Regions from separate parts of the Danio rerio genome. Here region 1 is linked to region 2. The links are chromatin contacts, called in public Micro-C maps. All regions are on one chromosome and are shown on one strand. The core of a region is the stretch at or near the end of the contact, and the rest is flanking DNA. Distances in the headings are between cores, read along the strand shown. Region 1 has its middle 27 kb from the start of ccdc80. Region 2 has its middle 6.9 kb from the start of dre-mir-221.

Region 1 (4,881 bases), core at 1,969-4,468, 150 kb after region 2:
TAGACCTCATTCTTTAATGCGGAAGTGCGCTCATTTTTGCGATTGATTTAGAACTTTTGATTCAGTTGCCTATGGGAGAAATGACTAGGAATAATTAACGTCAGAAAACGGTCAAACTACTTGCTCTACAAACAAGTGTTTGCATGACCATACAGACCAAGTAGAATAATATATTAAGAAAATTTCAATTTGCAACATCAAGCAGCATAACGAGCTGTTTTTAACGTCTGAAAATGAATGGAAGTGAATGAGACCGGAAGTTTTGAGCCAAAAAGATTCCAATGGCAGCACCCACTCGTACATGAATTAGTGACACTTTTTGTAAATTCTATAGTCTTTGACTGAAATACATTTTTAGGTAAATCTTCTGTAAATCATCGTAAAAATGTATGACAGTTTTTTATGCTAACATTCAAATTCAAATGTACGAGAGAAAACTTTTATTGTTTTGATGCTTAAAACCCCATTTTCTCTTTGACCCCTACTCTCAAAAAAATAGCACTTTAGTTCAGCATGATTTAATTATGAACAGTGGAGCCACGTGATTATACCACATTACCTTAACAGCACTGGATGATGTTAAAAAGCTTTAAATATTTGCCATTTAACTTGATCAGATGCTGTTGATTAAACATGATTTAAATATTTCTATTTACTTGAATTAATGGTTTTTGTTCAAGTATATTTCATGTTAAATGAACAAACATTGAGCTGGTTTAAGATCATCTATTGCTGTTAAGATAATTTGGTGTAACAATTGGAACCCCTGTCCACGATTAAATCATGTTTAACCAAAGTGATATTTCTTTGAGTGTATATTACATTTTTAAACATATTGATTCATAAGCCAAACAATAAAACCAAAAATCTTAAGTATTTCCTTGTTGCACATTTATTTTTCATTTATTCATTTATTTTCCCTTAGTTTAGTCTCTATTTCAGAGGTCACTACAAGTGAAATATACCGCCAACTTATCCAGCATTTGTTTTACACAGCGGATACCCTTCCAGCTGCAACTCAGTGCTGAGAAACACCCATGCACACTCATACACTATGGGCAATTTAGTTTATTCAATTCACCTATAATGCATGTCTTTGAACTGTGGGGGAAACCAGAGCACCCGGAGAAAACCCACTCGAACACAGGGAGAACATGCAAACTACACATGGAAATGCAAACTGGCCAGGCCAGTGCTTAAACCAGTAACCTTCTTGCTGTGAGGCGACAGTGCTATACACTAAGCCACTGTGCTGCTGTTTTTCAAAGAATTCACATATATTCTGTAGCATTTCTAAGTTAATAAACATATTACTGGTTGTGTAAAATAGGCATATCATATGTAAGATCTTATATTGGTATTATTAAAATCACAATCAAATTGCTGCATATTTTGAGGTATCTGCAAACATCATATTGCAGACTACGGGAATCATGATGAAGTATCTTGCTTTACACCTTTGATATCTCTTTAAAGATGTGTTTGGTCTGCTTAGAAAATGCACTAAGGGGAGAAACACTTGAAAATCATCTGATTTCAAATTACACTGTAATAAAAGCCTCAACTTAAATTAGATATATCCAGAAAAGTTAAACATGAAAAAATGGAGCAATATTCAAATTCTGTCTGTTACAGATAAGCTAACTGAAACAGCATATAAGAAAACATTATTGTTTCGTTGCAATGGCTGATGAAAAACAAGAGGAATTGAATAGCTAGATGGGGCAGCACTGTCACCTCACAGCAAAAGGGTTGCTAGTTTGAGTCCCGGCTGGGTCAGTTGGCATTTTTGTGTGGAGTTTGCATGTTCTCCCCATGTTTGTGTGGGTTTCCTCTGGGTGCTCCGGTTTCCCCTACAGCCCAAAGACATGTGCTATTAATGAATTTAATCAACTAAATTGGCCGTAGTGTATGAGTGTGTATGAATGTTTCCCAGTACTGAGTTGTGGCTGAAAGGGCAAGTAAAACATATGCCAGAATAGTTGGTGGTTCATTCCACTGTGGCAACCTCTAAAATAAAAAATAAGCCGAAGGAAGATGAATGAATAAATAGCTAGACTAAAAATAAACATTGAATCAACCATTCTAAAATGCTACAGCTGAATTAAGGAATCACATTCGACAATACTTCTCAGATTGGCTGAAGATTACATTTATCAGCTTCTTAAGTTAGTGTTTAAGAGATTAATTAAGTGAAAGTTAAATGATGAAGAAGGTGATCTAATACTGAAAATATTAATCATATTTTTTTCCTTATGAAAGAACGGCACTGGTGGGCAGGTCTCTTTTCACAGGACGATCTGATCTCATCTATGTGATGCGTGCTAATATCTTCCAAGGTGGAACAGGCTGTACACCAGGAAGATCTTGGATAAATAGAGATATTTAACATCACAGCTTCACAGAAACATGTTCCAGACATGACCTATATTCCCGAGACTCTCTGAAACACAATCTCACTGATGTCTATTGTATTATAAATAAACAGAACATTCGCTCTGATATCTTTTGGACAAGCCGTCCTCGCCTCTGGTGTTCATATGCAGCGATAAAGAAGACTTGTATCAGCTTTTAGCTGCATCTGATGTTCTCCCATGTAAAAGAACAGGATCGAGAGTTGTCGTTTTCCAAGCAGAGCAAAATTCTGCAGTTTTCTCTCCGGTTATAGACTCTTTAAAAGGCCATAAGTGAACTCTGACATCTTGCGAGAGCTTTTAAAATGCCTCTGTAATCCCTTGTTTGAGCAGTCTGGAAACGTCTTGTCAATGCCTATCAGTGCACCGTAACTGATGATGGCATGGGTAATCGCTATATAAAACACGCGTGCGGACTGTAATACGAAGGTGTTACGAACACATTCCCTTTGTGAATGATCACAAAGATGGTGCCAGTTAGCCTGCATGAAATTTCCAATGTATGCAAAAGGCATTCCCTGTTAAAACAAACCGAGCTCTGCAGTCTACAGCCACACCAAGCTGGGAATGATCTGTTAAACATGGCTGATGGAAGACAGACCGATCCTTTCGAGCTCCCCCAGATCACCACTATGCCTGTTTTTAAGTGCCTTTACTTGACCCTCATGCTCATCTTTGAAGGAAACGCCAAGGAATGCATGGGTTTGGGGAGAAAAAACGAGATAACTGGGGATGTGATCCGACACGTCCTGTTTACACCACAATAACAGTGTGAGCGAACGCTGCGGAGAACAAGCTTCAGGCATGCCGGTTATGCACTGCGCCACACTGGAGGTGTGTGGGCAGCAGTGGAGGAAAAGTATGAAGACAATACAATGAAAATATGTTTATGTAAGTGAGGAGGGGTCATGAGTAACAGCATGCAAAGTATTTCAGCGCTGGAAGAAGGTGCAACCATATTGTTTGAGCTTCTGGCTTCGTCTTGAGCTTGTTTACGCTCCATCTACAAGTATGTGAGAACAATTAACTGTTTGCTGGGTAAATAAACAAATACTTCTAAGATAAAAGAGACTTTTGGCACAATCAGCGTAATGACTGAATCATAGGAAAGTTCAGTAGGCTATCTTAAAGAAGCTGAACATTGACCACACACATACTGACATGCCATCCATCCACTTTTTACTGCCCTCTTAACACACATCTAAGTGACTTTTCCAGCAGGGGCAAACCATTCAGTATGCAACATCGCCATCATCTGGTGGTTGATTTTACATTTTTTAAACTGTGCATTAACTAACTAAATCAACATGTACGTTACAAATGTTTTTCGTTCTCATCCATGCGGAAGATTACACCCCACCGCTCCGTCCAACTCTTCACCTAAAAAGCAAGATGCTGAGTCGGAGCGCTGTACGAGCAGGCAAGTTTGAACAGGGAGGAGACGACTTGCGGTTTTGGGAGACCATTAAAAAGATGATAGGTGGGGTGTTCAAAGCATAGAATTTACTTAATCATCACCGCAAACTCATGTGCTAGTTATGAAAACAGTCTCAGACATTTGGGCAATAATCACACAGGTGAGCGGCATCGCACAATGCTGATATTCAGACTGTCAACACGACTGCTAATTTGATTTTAAACTGATTTACTGTAAAATGTAGATTATAAATTAATTTTAAAAATGTAACTTAGTTTCATTTTTGTTAACCAAAATAGTTATAAAGGAAGTAAAAGATACTTACTACCTTATAATTATTTAGGGATCGTTCTTACAGTATTTTAATTGCGATGTCAGATTTAGTGATTTTTCTTTTACAGTAAAATGTTCCCGTAACTAAAATGTTTGGTTTTAATGAATATTCTAAAAAGGATGAAAAGTTATTTTTCTTATATTTTGACCAAATATCACTTTCATAAAAGCCAAAATTACAAGTTCCCTTAAACAAAACAAAAAAACATGGTTGTGTTGACTAAAATAAGGCTGTTTAGACAGTATTAAAGACTCTCTATAAGAGAATCTATGAACAGGAAAGCTATACAAATGTACTCATTTGATATTTAAATTTATATATATATATTATATTCTTTATCCTATTTTTTATTTATATTAAAATGAATTGTATTGTGTACTGCCCACTTCATTTTTTATTAACCACCTTTTTGTACATTTTAAGATAAAATTTTATGCATACTTGTATTTTATACAGAATTTATTATTGAATGAAAAATTCCCCTTTGACTCACAGGATTGGTTCAAACTGGAAGTGTGAGGAGAATGGACAGTTGTACTACATTTTGTATTGCACACATTTTTGTAAGTTTTAAGTTTTAATTTTTTATTTAGTTTATGCATAATTGTATTCTACACAGTATATTTAATGAAGTTAATAAATGAAAGGGCATGTGAAATGTATGCATATTTAAAATTGTCCCTCTAACTCACAAAACTAGAAGTGTGAAGTGGATT
Region 2 (4,936 bases), core at 397-2,896:
TTGTGGAGTAACTGCTTACAAGTAATGACGCTTGCAGAATGAATTGATTATTTTAGGGTGTTTCCCAGTGATGGGTTGCAGCTGGAAGGGCATCTGCTGTGTAAAACATATGCTGGTTAAGTAGGTGGTTCATTCCTCTGTGGCAACCCCCTGATTAATAAAGGCTCTAAGCCAAAAAGAAAATGAATGAATGAATTGATCATTTTAGATTGATTGGGAAAATTCTATAGGAGTGCAGCTGCATCAAATATACTAAGCAAATTACAAGCATAGATAAATGCAATAAAGAAAAGGTTACAATTGAAACATGCAAATTATAAATCATACTCAACATTGCAAATCTTGTGAGGTGACTATTGCGAATGATCACATTGCGATATTGATGCTGAAAGGATATATTGTGCGGCCCTGTTCCTTAATCTGTTAAATTTAGAAAGCCTTTAGGCATCTATTTAAAACCATGTTTGTTGCAAAATTAATAGACTTACCAGTCAAAAGTCAGTTTTATTTATTTATTTATTTATGTTTTTTTTAAAGAAAATTATTATTTTCATTGAGGCATTTTTTTATTAAAAATTTATTGTTAAATATTTATAAAAAAATTAAATAACTTTCTTATTTTATAAAGTTTCAAAGGAAATTATTACTCCAGTCATTATTGCTTTTATTACTATTACCATTATTAATAATAATTATGAAATAAATGAAAAATAAAATAAATATGAAATAAAAATAAAAAATGGAAAGAATTTAGTTGAAATTTTGTGGGTTGTCATTTTATTTTTAATTTTCAATTATTTTTCAATTTCTAAATACGTTTGGTAACATATTATTTTAATTAATATATCTGTTTTCTTTAAATGCACCAAAATACATTGCCTATATTCACTGAGAAATTAATAAAAATATGTATTTTCAAAATATGGTGCACACAAATATGCTGAGCACTGTATACTACAAATAGCCTCATTTTTTTTGTAAAATTGAATGGAAATAATGAGGCATATAATATAGACTTATCCCTCAATAAAAACCTTTAGAATATTAATGATGCAGGTTAGCCTTATATAAGTCACAAACTATACAGATATAAATAAAACGGTATAAATAAATAATAAAAAAGTGCTGCCAAAGTGAATATATATGGCTCAGAGCAGGAGAAAATCTAATTTTAGGAAAATGACCATTAAAAGTATAAACTGTTGTTAAAATCCACAAACATTAATTGGAAAATGCTATAAAAGAAACGTTTTTATCTATGTTTTCTTTACATACATACACATACAGTAGCCTGACACATACAGTATGTTTGTGTGTGTGTGTGTGTGTGTGTGTGTGTGTGTGTGTGCGTGTGTGTGTGTGTGCGTGTGCGTGCGCGTGCGTGTGTGTGTGTGATTTGCAGTGAGAGATAGTTGTTGGCGGTGCGGATCTCCTGATGGAGTGACGTCAGTGTCGAGGGTCGACCTTCACCCTCCGCTGGAGAAGAGCCGTGTAAACGCGTCCCGATGGCCAGATAAACGGGCTTAATCTGCCGCTATCAGTTCTCGCCGTTACCCAAGGGAAGCCCATCAATTATCATTCCACAGCAGGCCAGCCGTGGCCCCGCGGGACCCCCGCTGATGTCATCACACCGCACCACATATCAAAGCAGCCATTTACTTCCATTACACGCTATTCAGACGTTTACATTACTGGAATACTTGAGCCTGGACACTTTCCCCTCTGGAAATGTTAGTGCGAATCAACTGCTCTCGGCGAATCACTGGAGCGCTGCGACGTCAGAGATTCAGCTCACAAACAACAGAAGTGTTCTCGTCTGTGTGAAAAACAAGCGCGCGGCGGCCATTTGTGATTTAATAACTGCTAATTTGCAGATATGAGGCTTCCTGTAGCGCAACAGGTGTTTGATTATGAGGGGAAAAAAGAAAGACGATTACACCTTTATTTTTTTATGTGACATTATTACAGCGTAGTTACAAAAAAGGTCATACTGAATAATAATTACTCACACGTGCTCGCTAGGATGTAATTTACGTTTAGATATTTATAATTAGCATATTAAAACCTCAGATATTTTTATATGAAACTTAAGTTTAAAATAGTTTTTTGGGGTTACAAAGTGGCTCAGTAGTTAGCACTGTCGCTTTACAGCAAGAAGGTTGCTGGTTTGAGTCCTAGCTGGGTCAGTTGACATTTCTGTGTGGAGTTTGCATGCTGTGTTCGCGTGGGTTTCCCCCACAGTCCAAAAGCATGTGCTTTAGGTGAACTGAATAAACTAAATTGGCCGTAGTATTTGTGGGTGAATGTGAGAGTGTTTAGGTGTTTCCCAATACTGGGTTGCAGCTGGAAGGCCACCCGCTGTGTAAAACAAATGCTGGAATAGTTGGTGGTTCATTTCGCTGTAGCGACCCCTGATAAATAAAGGGACTAAGCCGAAACGAAAATGTTGATAATATGAAAATAAGCCTTAGTGTATGAGTATGTGTGTGTATGAATGTGGGAGTGTATGGGTGTTTTCCAGTGTTGGATTGCGGCTAGAAGGGCATCCACTACATGAAATATATGCTGGATAAGTTGGCGGTTCATTCAGCTGTGGTGGCCCCTGAATAATAAAGGGACTAAGCAGAAAGAAAAATGAATGAATGAAAATTAGCCGAAGGGAAATGAATTATGTTTTTTGGCTTTTACTTTTACACAACATGACATTTTGAAAAGTTTTTGAAAGCAATATCAACGTCTGCGTCAATACAAAAACACAACTTTAGCCATCTTAGCAGATCCATGTGGGACTGTTTAAAAAAGCCCAGAAATAGTTAAATCTCTAAAATGAAAACAGAAAACAGCTTAAAACTCAGTTCAAGCATTTATAAAACTAGAATTGTTACTTAGTAATGCTAAAAGAACAAAGGATGTGATCCAGCATACGTTTTTTTTATTGCTAAAAATAATGTGTGCATGTAATATTTGTGTAAATACGTCATTTTAAATTAAGGTGTTACCAAACAAACTGATAAAATGTAAAATTTTATGAAAGGTATTGGGGAGTAACTGGTTACAAGAGATAGCATTACATCATTTAGTTACATATATTAAATCTTACTGTAATTGGAAGCCTATTACATTTAAAAGCAGCCTATGGGCACCAATAGTTACATTCATTCATTCATTTTCCTTAGGCTTAATCCCTTTATTCTTCATGGGTCACTCCAGCGGAATGAACCACCAACTTAACCAGCATATTACACTTTGACACAGCGAATGCTCTTCCAACTGCAGCCCAGCACTGGGAACCAACCAATCATTACAAATTAAATTAATATTTTTAAATAAAAGAAAATGTTATTTGCAAATTAAAAATAGTTGTTATTTATTTTGTACATAATTATACTATTAATGAATATAGTACTATATTTTGTTATTTATGTAGTAGATTTAGTTTCAAGTTTTAATCAATCATTTTAAATGAAATTGTATTTATTTGTCATTATTTTAATGTCCATTTATTTATTGTCTTTTATTTTGGATAAAATGTTTTTATAATTGTTTATAAATGGTATATATATATTAATAATAAGAAAATCATTAAACTCTTTCATTCATTAATTTTTTTTCGGCTTGGCCCCTTTATTAATCAGGGCCACCAACCAGCATATGTTTTAACCCACACACACACACACACACACACACACACACACACACACACACACACACACACACACACACACACACACACACACACACACACACACACACACACACACAGAGAGAGAGAGAGAGAGAACATGCAAACTCCACACAGAAATGCCTGATGCCAGCTGGGGTTCGAACCAGCGACCTTCTTGTTAACCACTGCCCCACCATGAAATATTTTTAATCTTTTTAATTTTTAGTTCCTTAAATTATTAATGTAAGACTTTATTTTGATGGTCCACTTGAGTAATATTAGACTGTCTGCTTAATATCTACTGATTCTGCTCCTTCAACAGATATTTACCTGACTATAAGAAACTTTGCAAGTACATGTCAACTTACACTAACCTTAACCCCGATTTAACAATCTACTTATAATCTAATGAGAATTAGTAGCAATGTAATTTAAATTCAAAAACGGACCATCAAATAAAGTGTGACCATTAATATTATTTACAGAATTTGTGCTTTCCCCCCAAACTGTTAATGAAAACAAATCTGTTGATGTTTGTTCAAGCTGGAATTGCTTATAATAAAAGGCATAACACTCATACACGTGAGTGGGTTTGACAAACCACCTGTAGAAACACTTTTCTCTTATGCACCTGACACTTTATCTAAGCTCCATCTTACAGGAACTCAATAAGGAAAGCGATGTACACTATAAATGTACCACAATCATGTTGTACTGCTTGCTTCCACTTTAAATAGTGCACAATAATTTTGCACAACATGAAAACCTTAGATCCCCCTTTTGCACAATATTCATCTTTAATACCTCTCTTGCGCAATATCCTGCACTACATTGTTCAGTCTCATGTAAAAGAACTTGTATAGCCTGTCTTATGTGTATAGTTAAGTATCTTTTTTTGTTCGCAGGTTCTGCAGGTTGCAATGTCCCGAATTTTGATTGCCTATCTTATGCCAATTGTAATTAATCATTTTGGTTCAATTTGGAGTTTTCCCAACCAGCGCAGAGCCCGGGGGACCAGACTGAGTGCTCCGACTTTCCTCCCCCCGGTCCTAGTCAAGTATCATACTATATGTTAGTTATAGTTTTTTTTTTTTTTAAACATAGCTCTTATGTCCAGTATTATGTTTGTATTTATGATTAATTTGTGTAGCACCGTTGTCCTGTGAGACATTTCGTTCCTCTGTATGTCCACACATATAGCTTAATGACAATAAAGCTCGGCTGATTACTTATTATTAAGCAAAAAATAACATATTCAGTACTTTTACTTAT

Evidence for each region. A called contact is a pair of places that touch in the nucleus more often than the background predicts.
Region 1: a contact with region 2 is called in a Micro-C map of caudal fin, with 7 times the contacts expected there. The contact joins two enhancer-like sites. A contact is called at or near these places in 1 of 18 Hi-C or Micro-C datasets (caudal fin) and 1 of 4 datasets of contacts at active chromatin or transcription factors (caudal fin).

The regions. Positions count from the first base shown.
Region 1 is chr9:35,750,788-35,755,668 of GRCz12tu, forward strand. No RefSeq gene overlaps it. Among named protein-coding and RNA genes, the nearest start is that of ccdc80, 27 kb to the right of the region's middle. Within about 2 kb of position 3,219, at least 9 of the 62 cell types and tissues checked have an H3K27ac peak or open chromatin away from gene starts, as enhancers often do. A contact at or near this core is called in caudal fin, where this site is marked.
Region 2 is chr9:35,602,680-35,607,615 of GRCz12tu, forward strand. No RefSeq gene overlaps it. Among named protein-coding and RNA genes, the nearest start is that of dre-mir-221, 6.9 kb to the right of the region's middle. Within about 2 kb of position 1,647, at least 28 of the 62 cell types and tissues checked have an H3K27ac peak or open chromatin away from gene starts, as enhancers often do. A contact at or near this core is called in caudal fin, where this site is marked.